Linked DNA regions of Zea mays: region 1 is linked to region 2. The links are chromatin contacts, called in public Hi-C maps. All regions are on one chromosome and are shown on one strand. Each heading gives the region's core, a stretch centred on a gene start, on an enhancer-like site or on the middle of the called end of the contact. The rest is flanking DNA. Distances are from core to core; before and after follow the strand shown. Region 1 holds the start of LOC103629574 (ubiquitin carboxyl-terminal hydrolase MINDY-1). Region 2 holds the start of LOC103629568 (probable methyltransferase PMT24).

Region 1 (5,579 bases), core at 807-3,306, 350 kb before region 2:
ATCATTTTGATCAGAAAATAGAAATACAAGTTTCCCGACCATAATCAGCTAACACGATGAACGTGACATGGGTGGGCCCATACATAGGGTAACCTACGAAACAGATCCAACATGTATATATTTTATTTGGTCTAAGTTCTTTTGATCATATCACCACTTTTCCGTGTCTACTGTGTGTAGTGAACAATTGCAGAGCTAACACACAGAATGGATCCAACATGTCATACAGGTGGGCTGTGTGAAAACAATATAAATATTGCAGGTAAGTGTTGATGAACAAAGCTTTTGGGGGTCATATGTAATATAAAATGTGGCAGAAGTGACAAGGAACAAGACTAATTGACAGTAGTAGACAAAAATAATAAATTCAACCCTTGTCGTGTTCACATACATTTTATCAAGATAATGTGGTGGACCTTGTGCTTTTTTTTTATGAAATTATGGTAAGTGTTGATGAAATTATGTTTTTAATTGCATTAGGTAATTCATAAAATGAATAGTCTAGATCTGTGCACGTGAGTATCCTAAAAGAGATCATTGTGTAGACTACACAATTTTAGGCAGACATCAATAACGAACCCGAAGTGAATCAATAACAGAGACAGGTAGTCAGAGACTATGTATGAATCCTAGATTAGCGGCCGCTTTGCATACGATAGTAAACCTACAAAGCACTGGAAAAGCATGTGTGTCTGCACATGCACGTGCACACACAAAGACCTACCAAGCCAATGGCATAACGCAATTATGGAAACATAGTGGCTTTCTACTAGGACTAAAAGAATCAGTTGTATCCGTTAAACTAAAAACTGTAATTTCAACAAGAAAAACTAGCTCATATTAGATGGTTTAGGTCATTGATTAGAATGATAAAGTGAGTGTAAAACTCGGAACAAAAATGACATGCACAAATCTAACTGAAATCAGCAGCATCACCAGATAACACAACACATGCCATAGCATTTTTGCTAAGTGGAAGGATAGCACACCTGAGGGTCCACAATCCATCCATGATATAGCGGGATATCCAGAAGATCAAATATAGCACGTTCTCGGGTGAACTCGAAGTCATCAATCCTGCATCCCACACAGCTCAGTAAGCATCAAAATAAACATATTATCACGAGTGTGCATGACAAACAACTGGTCAACAAGTTAAAACCCTTACGCACTTCCTGAACATCACGTTCACATCAATGCCTGTCGTGAGGCACGGGAGAAGATCAATCGCATCCGCGATGTTCTGCTCCCGGTTGTTAACATACTCCTCATCCTTGACCTGTGAATCGAAAGCATTAACACACCAGGAAATGCCACAGCCAGCGAACCTAACTACTAGATGCCAGCTCACAAGCTGCTGCTGCATCCCAACACAACACCGTTCCCGCATTGATCCACCGAACACGAAAGACCCGATCTCGCGAGAGTTAAGACCAAACCTGTCCAGCGATGTTTGGATCGATGAGGCGCTCCGCCACGAGCGAGAGCAACCTCTGCTGCGACACCTCCTCCGCGTCAGGGTTCATGCTGATCACATTCTTCAGCAGCAGCACGTTACCTGCACACACACGCGCGCCGGTGCCATGAACATCGCGGGGGACCACCTGGCACGCGCCGACGCGCGGCGAACCCGCGAGGTTTCGGAGTCGAACGAGGGGGGAGGGAGCTCACAGATGGCGAGGAGCGGGCAGGGCCCGTTGTCGTTCTGGTAGACGATGGGCGTGCGTCGTCCAAGGAAGTCGACGGCTCTCGTCCGGTGCATCACCTCTGGCGGCTCGGCGGAATGGGTATCCACCTCCGCCGCGTCCGGCGGAGCCACCGGCGACGGGAGGTGGCGCGAAGGGTCAGACGACATAGGGCGTATTATCTCCCACGCGTTCGCCGCGACACGGAAGGGAGGGAAGTCGCCTGAATCCTAACCCTAGGACGACGCCGCGGGGGTCGCCGCCGCGGGAGAAGGTGCGCGCGTGCGTTGTCGACTAGTGGATTGGAGAAGGCAACGACGGCGGAGATGGCGAGGGAGGGGAATAGAATACGAGGCAGTGGGAGAAAGGTGGCCAGAGGGAGGGTGTATTTAGCAAAAGAGGAACCGCCTGTAATTTTGCATTCGTTAATGAGTTTTTTTTTGGATTTTCTGCCTTAGTTAGGTTTGAGACTATTTCGTTTTGATGATCAGGCGTTAGGGCATGTACAACCTCATTTAGTATTGAGTCTCTTGAGGAGTTTATAAGAGACTAAGTGAAAAAAATATAAGAGGTGGCTATTCGCTAAGAAATTATCTCTCCATGACTTTCTATGCATGTTGTCTCGTATCTACATTTATAATCTACAGTCTCATGGTTGTATTATGTAGGTCTCTTAATTGTCTCTTATACTTAGAAAACCGAAACGAAGTCTCAAAGTTGTACATACCCTTATGTGGTAGCTTGCGAGATTGAGACTCGAAGGTAAGACACAAGCCACGTGATTGGTTGTCTCCTGCCTCACCTCAGCCTGGGTCACTGGGAACACGACTCCGCGTCTCCACGCATGCAGGCGAGTGAGCGAAACATGGGCTATGTTGCACGCGTGGGTGCAGGCTACCGCTATCCTCTACAGCCAACCAATCACACACTACGTGTGGTCGACAATATGTGGTGCCCCTGAGTCTAGTTGGCTAGGCAACCAATCACGTGGAAGGTGTATAGACTGGTTCGAGCTCTCATTGTGAGAGAATATCTACATCCAGTATTACAGTGATTATGCTTATGATATGTTGTGTTGTGATGACCTTAGGAGTTCATGTGTCCTTTCTTTTAGGTGTTGTTTGGTTTACATATGTGTAACGTGAATGGTAACCGATAATGTTAAATCATATTTGGTTAAGTACAACTGTACTCACATACCACACTAGGAAATTGATACAGTCCTATTCAAACTTGTTACCACTTGTAATCGAGTGTGAAACTTTACCGATACTATTTATGTTTACATTTCGTGAACCAAACGACACCTTATAGTCTAATGGCCTGTTTGTTTCAGATTATAATCTAGCGAGATTATATAATCCAGTGTATAGATCCGACAAATAAATCAACACCTAGATTATAGATCTAGATTATATAATCTAATGTCTAGATTATGATAATCTCATAATCTCTCCTATAGTAGCTTATTTTATATTATTTTTTGGCAAAAGACTCACTAGCCACGGTATGTAAATAAAAATTACAAAATTTGTCATCATCATCATCATCTCTCCTTTTATTGCATGGACATCTCTCCTTTTATCCACTGTCGCCCCCTACAGACCGAGGCCGCTGGAAGGGCACAACAACCCCATTCCGGCTCCTTCTTTTACCTTGAAAAAATAGATAGGAACGACAAATCTCTACTACTCTATAAGTCTCTAACGTGGGCGTCCACCTCTCTCCTTGGTGAAGCATGCCCCCCCGCGCCCCCGCCTAGCCCTCGCCTGCGCCCTCGCCTGCCACCGACAGCGCTTGCACGCTTGCCCCTGATGCGGATCACCTTCCAAACTCGAAAGCGACGGTGCGGCACAGTGCTTGCACGCTTGCTCCCAACGCCACCAAGCCGTCTAGGTGATGCCGATCACCAAGAGTAACAAGCCGTAGACTTTCGCTTGACCAAGAGAAGCCTAATGCAAGTGGTGTGTGCTCTAGGTGGCTCTCGCTAGCGCTAATGAGGAACAAATACGGGATTAAGATTCTCTAATCTCCTCACTAGGCTTTTGGTGCTTGCAATGCTCTAGCAATGTGCTAGAATTAATGTGGGTAGCAAGACATTGAATATGGTGGGTGGAGGGGGTATAAATAGCCCTCACCCACCAACTAGCCGTTACCAGCACTCTTCTGCGTCCGGTGCGCCACCGGTGCACCAATGGTGCGCCACCGGTGCGCCAACGGTCGACTCCAATGGCTAGTTCTGGCAGCTAGCCGTTGGGCTGATGGCACACCGGACAGTGAACAGACACTGTCCAGTGCACACCGGATAGTCCGGTGCACTGTCCGGTGCGCCACTAAAATTCATTTCTGAAACTGGCGCTCTCGGGTTTTCTGCTCGAGGAAAGCCTTCCCTTGGGCCAGCCTGGCCCCACCTGGCAGAGGGCGCACCGGACAGTCCGGTGCACACCGGACAGTCTGGTGCCCCAAGGCCAGAAACCCTATTTCCTGTTTTCAGCTGTTTTTCAAATCGGTTTTCGTTCTAACTTGTGAGTGAGTTCTAGAGTGACACCTAGCACTATATGTGAGTGTGAATGTGCACCAACACTACACTAGAACTCTCTTGGTCAAACTACTCATCGACAACCCCTCTTTATAGTACGGCTAAAAGAGAATAAAAGACCTAACTAAATCACGAGTGTCCACAATTCTTTGACACTTGGACTCCGTAGTCCTTCACTTTTTGTTTCGTCGTTTAGCCGTCGCTTCGAGTTCTTATCTCTGGGATTGTTTTCACCGTTGTAGTACTTCTACCTGTAATGCGACCTAACTTACCATTTGTCTCTGCAAAACACACGTTAGTCACATATAACATTACATTGTCATTAATCACTAAAACCAACCAGGGGCCTAGATGCTTTCAATCTCCCCTTTTTGGTGATTGATGACAACCCTACAAGATTTGTGAGAGTAGTTTGTTTTGAAATTTCTTTCAATAGAGAAGATGGTTAGTTATACTCAGTAATCTTTGACAGAAAGAGTGTGTACCAAAATAATAAGAATGAGTGCATACACATCATAAGTTTCTTGTTCATATAAAAGTGAAATCAAATCGATGAACAAGAACTAGAAGACTGGTGATAAAATATAAGGTGAAAACATAATACACACACAGTCAATATAAGCATCGAGAGTATATAATAGAGTTTGTGAGCCAAAAGCATCATACAAAAGTGAAGCTAGTACAGAGAGTAACAAGCACATATATTACATCAAAATGACTCTCTACTAACTCCCTAACTCCCCCTAGCTCTCACAACTCATATCTCTCCCCCTTTGGCGTCAAACACCAAAAGGGAACCCGAACCTACACAGCAGAAGAGGGAGGAGGTGGAGGGGCGCATCCGGTCGCGGTCGTGGCAGTAGAGCGAACACCAGCTAGGGGTCAGAGTCAGTCTCGGATCCAGGATCTGCTGTAGAAGCTGGAGCTGGTACCGACTCGGACTGAGGTTGCGCTGCAGGAGCTGCCGGATCTGAAGTGGTCACAGACACCGCCATAGCAGTAGTGGTAGCAGCAGAAGCTGGTGGCACTAGCGGCTGAGGGTAGACGGATCTGAAGACCGGTGACATGAAAGCTAGGGTGACCGGCTGGAGCGGAGAGGAAGAAGGACCAACTATAGGAAGAGGGGGTCCTAGCTGAATCGCTGGCACAACAGGAGCCTGAAGAGGTGGAGGCGGTGCTAACTGAACTGGGGGAATCGACACACCGGTGTGCTGAAGCATAAGAGTCATGAATGCCCGGTTCTCAGCCTGGTCCTGAAGAAGCTGCTACTGCAAAGAATCCTGCATGTCCTGAATCGTCTGAAACATCGAGAGCATTCTCTCGGACATCTGTTGCTGGACTGCTGCCAAGTGAGC
Region 2 (5,509 bases), core at 786-3,285:
CGCATTCGGTCGGGTCGACCTTGCAACGCAACCGATGGAACTCCCATTGTCCATCTAGCCATCTATCAGAAAAAAGAGTGTGCGCTAACCACTCGTTCACTCCTAGTCCTAGGCTGTAGATCACATGACTAGTCACCTCCATCTAAGGCCTTGTTCGTTTGTGTCGGATTGATGGGTCGGAACGAATCCGAGCCGGATTGCTTCTCTAATTTATATAAACTTTGATTAGCCGGAATAATTCCGGGTGCAATCCGATGTAAACGAACAAGGCCTAAAGGCTTTCGGAATCAGCTGTAAATTAAATTAAAACCACGTGGTAGCCATGGGTGGGAATCCAAACTTGCGTCGTCGCAAAGCCCGTGAATGACTAAAAATATAATGTCCAAATGAATAGCACGACCTCGATCCGGTCCTGGTTATTAAGTATACGGCATGGTTAGACTCGAATACCTATTTGTATTGTGGATAGGTCGCTCGACGAGCCTAAACCCCTAAGGGCTCGTTCGGTTGTACCGGAATAAAACAGGATTCATTCCAACTCATCAAAATCTATATAAATTAGAGAAGTAATTTAGCTAGGAATTAATCCAGGGCTCCAATCCGGAACAACCGAACAGGACCTAAACGAGCCTGACATGAGAAGAGCCCAACTGTGTCAAGCCAGCACACGACCCCGAGAACGAGACTGTACCGGCCCGAGCCCACCAACACTAAAACCAAGCACATGAAACACTCCGTTTGAATTACACAATCACAATTGACATTTACACTTACAAAGATCAGAAATAATACACATGTCACATTACACTTACATACAGTTACACAAATAGCACACGAAATCACTGTTACACAAGCAATACACTACACGGCTCGCGGGCCGGGTGCTTTTATGGACATCTATAAAAATGGCTGCCGGCCTGCTGCCCCCTTACGCGACCTGCCCACGTGGCCCCCCGTTCTGATCGGACAGGACGAGAGCTAGAGCTATCCAGGGACAGGGAGCGCTTCGTTCCTCTTCCTCCTGGTTGTGGTAGCTGCTGGCAGAGGCTTGGCTTGCGGCTCGGTCAATCTCATGCGCCTCCTCAGCAGAAGAGGAAATCCTTCGTGCGGCTTTCTAGTTCCAGGCATGGGTTATTGGGCTCGTCCTGCCATTCCTGGAGCTTGTAAGTGACAAGCCATTGCACTGACTAGAGAGAAGACGACGGAGGACCCAACTTGCCTTTGTCCAATTTATTGCTTCCCCCTTTTACTCTCTCATCTCCCCGCCGGCAGATCATTGCTTAATCTCCTTGGTTTATTTAATTAATTACCCCCAATATAATACTCAGTGGACAATATATCTTGCTCCTTTTGACTTGCCTGCAATCTATCCACTCGCCCTTTCTTTCTTTCTTTCTTTATCCTTTTTATGACAGTATATAGTCTATATTAACATTACGATCCCACGGATAGAATGGTTGGCGACGCGAGAAGAGAGGTTGACGGCCGTGGGGCAGTAGAGAGGGAGAGGCTGGGAGCGGCAGGTCACGAGGCAAGAGAGGGGAGGGGATCGAATGGGATTGTTCATCAAACGATCTGAAACGTTGATTTTGATGATGTGCTAAGTCTGAGTGTAATTTGTTTGCTAGATTTAGTGGAGGTTGTGGATGTGAGGGTGATTTAGTTTAGTGTGATTCGCAAAGTTTAAACTAATGTTATATAGCGTTTAGGTTTTTGTATACTAGATGTACCTTTGGTTTTCACAAGAATGTTTCTGTGGCAATGCAATGGGACGCCTCAGTTTAAGGTGATAGTGTTAGGTTTCCTTCCATCTACTGGTATAGTCATCTTGGAAACTAATATTGACATTTTTTCACTTTCATTATTATGGCAAGAGTTTGGTACTTAGTTGGCAACCACAACTATGTATTTGGCTACATTTTTTTACGGAAATTGTTCAAAAAAATCCTTATGCAGAGAAAAACATGGAGTAGAGGCACATGATGCGAAGGTGAAGAGCGTGAGAAGAGGAGGAGGCCGAGGCGACGACGACGCCCCATGCATATATGCTACGATAACGCTAGCTCGCCCGCTTGTTAAGCAACGCAGCTCATGGAGACCCCACATGTCATCCTCACGTCCGACCACCCCCGACGCGCCGGGATCACCCCATGTTCCCGGGATTACGCCTCCCGCCACTTGTGCTGGCCAAAAAAGAACAGCCAAAAACCTAATTAGTCATCCAGAGCTTTGTTTGGTTTCCCTCATCAATCGACTGCTCGACCGCGCGCGCGCGCCAGGCGACTCCCATCCGCTACGAACCCTGCCGCATGCGGGATCGATCCATGGCCGGCGCCGGCGCCGGCGCCCGCAGCTCGCGCGCCGGCGGCGGGAAGCGCGGCGCCGCGTCGTCCTCGGCTGCCGCCGCGTCCGCGTGCGTCTACTACGCCACGACGGCGCTGCTCGTCGCGCTGTGCGTCGCGGGGGCCTACTTCCTCACGTCCACCTCCTCCGCCGACGGGGACGCCGCAACGGTCACCGCGTACCGCCACACTACACGCTCCTCTTTCGCGTACGAGCTCACCAGGGAGCGGGCGGCGCCGCGCGGGGAGGAGGCGTCGGAGGCCCGAGACACGCCCGCCGCTGTTAAGGCCGTTGGCGCCGAGGAGGAGCCGCGGCCCGACCGGAGCGCCGGCGCCGCGCTGGGCGACCCGCACGCCAGGCCTGACGAGGAGCGTGTGTCGGACGAGGCGGCGGCGGGCGTGGAGGAGGAGCACGAGGCCGCCGCGGTGGCCATGGAGGACGTGAAGGCCGAGGACGGTGGTGGCCACGTGGCCGCCGGAGACGACGAGGCGGCCAGCGCGCGCGGTGGGGAGGTGGAGGAGGAGAAGGAGCGAGAAACAGCCGTGCTGGAAGAGAGCAGCCGCGAGCAGCGAGAACAGGAGCAGGAGCAGGAGCCGCAGCTGGAGATGCCACACGAGCGGCCTCGGGGTGCCGCCGCTGCCGTCGAGGAGAAGAACCTGGACGGCGGCATCGAGGAGGAGAGCAACGCGGGGCAGAGGCAGCGAGAGGCGGAGCAGAGCGCGCTCGAGGAGCAGCAGGCCGCAGCCGGGAGCCAGTTGCGCCGCGAAGCGCAGGAGGACCCGCAGGCCGACGACGGTGCCGACGAAGGGACAGAGGAGGAGCGCGGCAGGGAGCAGTCACAGGGCGAGGAGGAGGCGCGCTCGTCGTCGGTGTCAGGGTCCAGCGGAGACGCCGACAGCGGAGAGGCCGTGTCGGAGTCGGAGCACACGGGGACGGGGCGCGCGGACGGAAATGCCAGTCAGGACGACGGCCGCAGCGTCGAGGTCGAGGACTCGCTCGCCGCCGAAGGCCGCACGGAGGAGCAGAAGGCGTGGGCGACGCAGGCCGACGAGTCACACCGGGAGACGGACCGCCGCGACGAGGGCGGCGACATCGACGGCAACGGCGCGGAGAACGCCGGCGGAGAGGAGCGCGAGTGGCGGGTGTGCAACGTGAAGGCCGGCGCCGACTACATCCCGTGCCTGGACAACGAGAAGGCCATCAAGAAGCTGCGGCCGGAGAACTTCCGGCGGTACGAGCACCGGGAGCGGCACTGCCCCGACGAGGGCCCGACGTGCCTCGTCGCGCTCCCCAGCGGCTACCGCCGTCCCATCGAGTGGCCCAAGAGCCGAGACAGGGTAGATACGTCCGCGTCTCTGAACTGAATCCCCCCCCACCCCATGCTCACTGCAAGGCGCATTGCTGACTTGGTCGTGCCGGCGACGACGTACGTGCAGGTATGGTACAGCAATGTCCCGCACACGAAGCTGGTGGAGGTGAAGGGTCACCAGAACTGGGTGAAGGTGAGCGGGCAGTACCTGACATTCCCCGGCGGCGGCACGCAGTTCATCCATGGTGCGCTGCACTACATCGACTTCCTGCAGCAGGTACCAACGGCCAGCATGCCATGGTTTGTCTGTTTCGATCGCTCCAGTGTAGAGATGGTAAGGAGGGTTACTCTGCCTTGTTCGGCCAGTCCGTCCGCGCCATCTCGTGGGGGAAGCACACGCGGGTGGTGCTCGACGTTGGCTGCGGCGTGGCCAGCTTCGGCGGCTACCTGTTCGAGCGCGACGTGGCGACCATGTCGTTCGCGCCCAAGGACGAGCACGAGGCGCAGGTGCAGATGGCGCTCGAGCGCGGGATCCCGGCCATCTCGGCCGTCATGGGCTCCAAGCGCCTGCCTTTCCCGAGCAAGTCGTTCGACCTCGTCCACTGCGCGCGCTGCCGCGTCCCCTGGCACACCGACGGTGCGCCGCTGCCCCCCTTCTTCCATTTCCGGTCAGACCCTTGCTGACGATGCCGACCGAGATTGCCGTGTGTCCGTGCAGGTGGCGCTCTCCTCCTCGAACTGAACCGCGTCCTGCGCCCCGGCGGGTTCTTCGTCTGGTCCGCCACGCCGGTGTACCAGAAGCTAACGGAGGACGTCGAGATCTGGAAAGGCACGTAAAGTTCCGACGACCATTCACCGCCATGACCATGAATCGGTCGATCAGAGCCAGCTGACAGGACAGCTAAGCTAACGGAGTTTTTTTTTCCCTGTTCACCTGCACGTACGTACAGCAATGACCTCTCTGACGAAATCCATGTGCTGGGAGCTGGCGTCGATCAAGAAGGACCGGCTGAACGGCGTCGGGGTGGCCTTCTACCGGAAGCCGACGAGCAACGAGTGCTACGAGTCCAGGAGGCGGCAGCAGCCGCCGATGTGCGCGGACGACGACGACGCGGACGCGGCGTGGTACGTCCGGCTCAACCCGTGCGTGCACCGCGTGCCGACGGCCCCGTCGGAGCGCGGCGCGCGGTGGCCCTCCGAGTGGCCGCGGCGGGTGCGGTTGCCGCCGTACTGGCTCAACGGCTCGCAGGCCGGGGTGTACGGGAGGCCGGCGCCGGAGGACTTCGCGGTGGACTACGACCACTGGCGGCGCGTCGTCGACGGGTCCTACCTCAACGGCCTGGGCATCGACTGGTCCAGGGTCAGGAACGTGATGGACATGAGAGCCGCGTACGGCGGGTAACTAATCCAATCCGATATACCGCCATTGTCGCCAACTCCACTGGCCATGCCCAGCAAGCTCTGCTCTGGTACGTAATTGTGCTGACGCCATGGCCGCCGTCTCAGGTTCGCGGCCGCGCTCTGGGAGAAGAAGATCTGGGTGATGAACGTGGTGAACGTCGACGCGCCTGACACGCTGCCGGTCATCTTCGAGCGCGGGCTGCTGGGCATCTACCACGACTGGTGCGAGTCCTTCAGCACCTACCCGAGAAGCTACGACCTCCTGCACGCCGACCACCTCTTCTCCAAGATCAAGGATAGGTCAGCCTGTCTGTTTGTTCTTTGCATACACATCTTGTTACTGGCTTGACGACGCACAGACACGGCCGGTCTTGTTCAGATGCGCGGTTCTGCCGGTGGTGGTGGAGGTGGACAGGATCGTGAGGCCGGGGGGCAGCATCGTGGTGCGCGACGAGG

The links. A called contact is a pair of places that touch in the nucleus more often than the background predicts.
Region 1: a Hi-C map of leaf mesophyll shows a contact between it and region 2, with 2.8 times the contacts expected there. The contact joins the promoter of LOC103629574 here to the promoter of LOC103629568 in region 2. A contact is called at or near these places in 6 of 25 Hi-C or Micro-C datasets (ear, endosperm, leaf and 2 more).

Annotation. Positions count from the first base shown.
Region 1 is chr6:94,708,050-94,713,628 of Zm-B73-REFERENCE-NAM-5.0, reverse strand. It overlaps LOC103629574 (ubiquitin carboxyl-terminal hydrolase MINDY-1), which reads right to left and starts at 2,056. Exons shown (of 12, transcript XM_008650652.4): 1 at 1,672-2,056; 2 at 1,440-1,558; 3 at 1,173-1,279; 4 at 990-1,077. The coding sequence starts at 1,855.
Region 2 is chr6:94,357,838-94,363,346 of Zm-B73-REFERENCE-NAM-5.0, reverse strand. It overlaps LOC103629568 (probable methyltransferase PMT24), which reads left to right and starts at 2,035. Exons shown (of 7, transcript XM_008650648.3): 1 at 2,035-3,680; 2 at 3,780-3,929; 3 at 4,019-4,289; 4 at 4,371-4,481; 5 at 4,603-5,050; 6 at 5,159-5,353; 7 at 5,433-5,509. The coding sequence starts at 2,310.